Linked DNA regions of Rattus norvegicus: region 1 is linked to region 2. A link is a contact called in public Hi-C data. All regions are on one chromosome and are shown on one strand. The core of a region is the stretch at or near the end of the contact, and the rest is flanking DNA. Distances in the headings are between cores, read along the strand shown. Region 1 overlaps Tcf4 (transcription factor 4). Region 2 overlaps LOC102548061 (a long non-coding RNA gene).

Region 1 (2,700 bases), core at 132-2,631, 1.2 Mb after region 2:
GAAATAATCAGACTAGGAGAAGACTAAACGCAGGCAAAAGTCCACGCAGGATTCTAGCAGTTACAGAGAGACATGATGGAGAAGCCAGAGCATAAACATGGTTTCAAAAAAATTCAAAAGAAAGAAAGGTGCTTCTATGCGCAGAGCAGCAAGGAAATCCCCTGAGGGTCTGGCCTTGCAGCTGGTAGCCCAGGCCACTCCCAAGCTGCTCCCCCACAGGGCAGCAGTGTTAGCAATCGGTTCGAGCATCGAATATGAGAGTCCACAGGAAGAGTGAGTTTTCGTGTGTGTGTATATATTTTTTTACATCCAGATTAAATTAACTCATGGAATTTTCCACCCTTGGGAATTAAAGTAGCAGTTCATGAAGTAATATGGTTATGTCATTCATACCAAAACAGAAAATACTGGTATAGCTTGGCACCGTTTAAAAGCCAAACTGAGGCCTTGGCCATTTTATATTTCTTCAAATTCCCTGGCTGTTGTGTTAGTTTAACTTTTATTGTGGCTGTAAATTTTTCAAATCAAGTATTTTAGCCGATTAAAAAACATGTGTTTCAAACAAACGAAACAAAACCAAAAAAAAACAAAAAACAAAAAACAAAACAAAACCCAGGTTCACAGCAAGAAGAGGGTTTAGGAAAACTTCAGCTTTGGGGCTAAAAACTGAAAGACGGGAAGCTACATTTTCTGTCAGATCTAATTGGTTGACATTCACAGTTGTGCTTAATTATGGCTTCCACTCCGTCCATAAATCATCTGAGAGCCATAAAGCTGAGTGCAGCCAAAAGATCTGTCCGATATTAGTAAGGGGAAGCGCTGTCGTACCATAGCCATATGCCCTTGAAAGCGGCTAATTGGACATATTGTGAAAAGCCACAGAACTGAGTTTGCACATTTTCATTTCACATACGCCTCTTCCCCAGCTTCTGCACAAGTGCCCCTCTGCAGTAGAGCTGCGTGTGTGTGTGTGTGTGTGTGTGTGTGTGTGTGTGTGTGTGTGTGAAAGTTATTGGAGAGTGGTAGTCTCTGGGTAACATTTCTGTAAGCTGCCCAATTTTCCCCCTGTAGACTAGATGGGAAACAGCTGCTTTTTGTTTTAAAAGCTGTTTTGAGAACTGTCTGAATCTTGAGATATAGAACTGAGGTCACTGCGAAAGCAGGTGCTCATGGACAAGTAAGAAAGCTGCCAGGGGCTGGCTGGCTCAGGAATCGGCTGCAGGGGACTTCCTCTTAGAGGAAAAAGTGGCGAAGTTTGCTCCCGTGTTTAGGACACCAGCGGGTTGGAGTAAGTAATCGCATTAGCAATACCGTTAGAAACAGAGTGTCCTTGAACACAGCTAGCCCTTAAGAGAGTAGTTAGCTCAGTGTGAAGGAATCCAAAATGGTCATTTCCTCTCCAGGGCTACAGATCCAAGGGTCTGAGGTTCTACGACTCCTCCGAGGTTTTCAGTGCTTGAGTTTCCTCTTTAAACATAGCAGTCGTGAAATAACCATTTTACATAAGTCACAGCCCAACTGCCTGGGTCTGGGGCAGGTTTTTTGTTTGTTTGTTTTTTGTTTCAGGGGTTTTTTGGTTTTGTTTTTCTCTTTTCTTTAAGGCTATCAAAGGAGAAAGGGAGGAATGAAGCCTGCTTGGCAAAATCCTCATTGAAGCAATTTTGACAAAAAAGCAAAAGAGAAACATGAGGAAGCACTAGAGATCAGAGCAGGGCAGGGCAGGTACCCCTTCTGAGGACGAAGGGGAATAAGCCTCCTCTTCCTCTGGGGGCAGGCAGTTATTAACAGCTGTTTATCCAGTCGGAATTGAGATTAACATTGTAAACTCTTTTAAAAAAAAAAATGGAAGAAAATCTGTTTGGGAAGTTGGCTCCATGTAACAGTTCTGCCTTGCCAAAAAAAACTTCCTTTCTCAGAACACATGTACTCAAGTTGAGCAATGTTGTGATTCTCTGAGATTACCAAAAAGTTTGTCCCCATTAACTAGGGCAGAAAGGGGCAGAGAGAAGCGAAGGCCTTTGCTGGATACGGTCCACCATAGACTTCACAGCATCCAACTAGCTATTGCGTCCGTCCCTGCTTCTCCATAGCCACTGTAAATGGCCCCTACCCTTCACCATCCTCCACTAAACCTTTGCCATGGTCAGACATGCACGGATAGACCTTCCACACACCTGCTCTTTGCAGCGACGCTCCGTGAAATATTGAACAAGGCACTTAGTGCATTGTGAGTCTTTTCGCCCCACCCCACCCCCCAAGAAAGAATTAAAAAAAAATGGATATTGGCATTTTTCCTTGATTTAATGCTACTCCTAATGTCATTTTCTTTTATTAAATCCTTTCTTTGGCTTTTGATCTTATTTATAGCAGCCACTGGTCATATGGAAGCCATTACTGTATGGCGGGAGATGAAAGCCTCCGTTGCAGTTAAATAAGAGGGAATCATTTGAGCCAATAATGCTCGCGTACAGCGAGGTGCCATGTGTGTCCGCAGTGCCCTGCGTATGTGCTTTGTAGCAGAGTTGTTGAGCTTTAGAATGGTCTGCTCGAAAAATCTGCTTTCTGTCAGAGGTATGTAGTCTGACAATATGAAAACACATGTTAACACAGAGCCTTGAGCTGTTTGCTTCATGTACAGAGAGGCAGAAAGACACAGAATTACACACACACACACACACACAGAGAGAGAGAGAGAGAGAG
Region 2 (2,700 bases), core at 38-2,537:
CTTAACTTTAAGGAACATGTTAGAAACTTTTAGAAAATGTGATCAGCTACAGAGCCGGAGTCACACAAGGAAGATGTCCTCTTTGAGTTGGAGTCTGATCGGGAGTCCCCATGTTAGGTCATCCCAACCTTATCCTTGATTGACACAGACTCGTGAGCTACAAGGTCTCCAAGTCTTCACAGGGGGCTTTGATCAAATGAGACAGAAAAAGGAACAACGACAAGAGGGGTATTGGGAGAAAGAGGAGAATGTTCATCCTGAGTCGTTGAGTTCTACTAGTTGAAGTAATTTTGGGACATGGGGCGAAGCTGGAGAGATAGGGTGACTCTGTCAAGGATCTTTCTAAAAGAAATAGCCCACTCTTTAAGTCAGTTCCTTACTGAGCAGTGTGTGTGTGTGTGTGTATCTGTATGTGTGTGTGTGTGTGGTCTGTGTGTGTGTATTTGTGTGTGTGTGTCTGTGTATGTGTGTGTGGTCTCTGTGTGTGTATTTGTGTGTGTGTCTGTGTATGTGTATGTGTATGTGTGTATGTGTGTGTGTGTCTGTGTGTCTGTGTATGTGTCTGTGTGTGTGTGTGTTTCTGTGTGTGTGTGGGTCTCTGTGTGTGTGTATCTGTGTGTGTGTATGTCTGTGTGTATGTGTGTGTGTGTGTGTGTGTGTGTGTTTGTGTGTGAGTCTTGTCACGGGAACGGCTTAAGTACAAATAGAATAGATGTCTTCTCAGTGGGAAGACACGGTAAAGAGAATCTGTCTCTGGAGTAGAAGTTCAGGCTGTGTGGCCTCTCGGATTCCCAGATCTACACTCTATGGTAGTGAGCAACAATGTGCAATTCTGTTTAATTCTGTACTCCATGATGGGGAAGATTTAATCAGCCGAGAAGACGTCAAGCAAAGAGTAGACAGTGTGTGTTCGAGAAAGTACCAACCAAACAGTCGAGTTTGCCTAATCTAGGGAACCCAGTGGACTCCACCGGAATTGTGCTGCTGTGTAGGACTGCTCGGGAGAGAAGAGGAAGAAGAGACTTCGTGGCTTTGGATATCTCAGCATTTCCAAGGCGACAGGAATATTTGGCCTTCTGCTAATCAAAAACTGACCTCATGACAATCCTAAAAGGGAAGGCAGAGACTAGCTCAGGTGAAAATCATCTGGCTATGCTGCATTTTCTTAGAGGACAGAGCCTCAAGGCTAACTCAGGGAACGAAAGTCAGTCTGGGAATGGATGATCCCAGCTGGTCTGAGGGGGCGGAAGTGGGACTTGTTTGACCTTCTAACGGTCGCCGCGGCATCTGCCAAGACCATAAGCCCCAGAGAATGGCTGGCTCTTGAAGTACATCACATGAACTCCGGAGACTGATAAAAGCAAAATAAAATATTTCCACATAGTCTGTGTGCTGAAGAAGAGAATTACAGCTGTGATATGACTTGGCTTGCTCTTACCCAAGGCCTTGAGCTATTAACAAGCCCAGTTTTCTAGATAAAATAAGTCCATGTGAACCCAGCAAAGGCCTTCATGATATCTTTCTATCTAGAGTTTGGTTAAATCATACGTGGTTTTTTTTTTTTTTTTTTTTTTTGGATGTGTTTGATATTTCTTTCTGCTGCCTAAAGAGAAAGGCTTACATTGAGTGTGGGAGAGTTAAGAGCCCCACTGTTTACCTGGATTCTTGACCGCCGTCTTTTCTTGGCAAAGGGCATCCCCAGTGTCATAGATGCTTGGGGGGCTATTCTGAGGTGTCTCCCCAGGCATCTCACTGTCCCCAGAGCCACTCTGCCTCCTTCCTGGGGTTTGTGTGCCTGAGGCACAGGGAGAAGTTCACTTATCCACCAGTGCACAGTTGTGACCTGTCTTGTCTGGAAGTTAAGTATGTAAAATCTGTTGTCATCAACCACTTCAATGTTTTTGTTTGTTTGTTTTGTTTTGTTTTTTTCTCACGAAGAATTAGATGTATTGAACACTTTCCCCAGTCACCTCATGTTTCTAAAGACCCTTTTTACAAAACAAGCCCTATTTGTATCCCTCTGTTTCCTCTCCAGAGGCATTGTAGACAACATTCTAATGATTACAGAAAGCCAGCTTTCGACCTCAAATAGATAACAATCTAGCCCACAACAGAGAAAGTATTTCAGCTTTCTCCTGGTGATGTGTGTTAGGAGGATGTGAATCCAGACACTGGCTCATGACTTATAATGATCCGGAAGTTCAGGTTGGCTCTAGATCTTAAGAACAATGGATATTTTCAAGGTTCCTTGGCTCTGGCATCCTTGATGCTACTACAGTAGTTAACCACGTTCTACGGTGGAATAGGCATGAAGTGAGGTTACTATAGACTGACTGGAAGCACTTGTGCTGTTGCAATGGACTCCTATCGGGGGAGGGGGCTCCCATCTCATTTGAATGTGTGCTCAAAGGAGCAGCTGCTAAAGTCATTTAACACCCCACTGCCCAGCCCCTATGCTGCTTGCTGCTTCCGAATTTTGGTCAGAGCAAAAGCAGATCCTAGCAAGGACTCACTAAGCTCCCTGACCTGGCCCAGAACCACACCCTTGCTCCTCTTCAGTTCATTTGGCTTGCGGTCACACAGGCCCAGCTGCCGCTTCTCAGTGAGCTCCCGGACACTCCCAGCTCCAGCCTTCCTGCTGACTGTGGTTGCTCTCCAGACTTTCTTCTCCCAGATGTCACATAGGCCTCTGACATCAAA

The links. A called contact is a pair of places that touch in the nucleus more often than the background predicts.
Region 1: a Hi-C map of kidney shows a contact between it and region 2, with 8 times the contacts expected there. The contact joins two enhancer-like sites. A contact is called at or near these places in 10 of 12 Hi-C or Micro-C datasets (the A7r5 cell line, the Rat2 cell line, Schwann cells and 6 more).

Annotation. Positions count from the first base shown.
Region 1 is chr18:65,539,905-65,542,604 of GRCr8, forward strand. All of the region lies in intron 14 of Tcf4 (transcription factor 4), which reads left to right. Among named protein-coding and RNA genes, the nearest start is that of Ccdc68, 280 kb to the right of the region's middle. Within about 2 kb of position 1,382, at least 27 of the 93 cell types and tissues checked have an H3K27ac peak or open chromatin away from gene starts, as enhancers often do.
Region 2 is chr18:64,349,359-64,352,058 of GRCr8, forward strand. The region is part of intron 1 of LOC102548061 (a long non-coding RNA gene); the gene reads left to right. Among named protein-coding and RNA genes, the nearest start is that of Mc2r, 60 kb to the left of the region's middle. Within about 2 kb of position 1,288, at least 10 of the 93 cell types and tissues checked have an H3K27ac peak or open chromatin away from gene starts, as enhancers often do.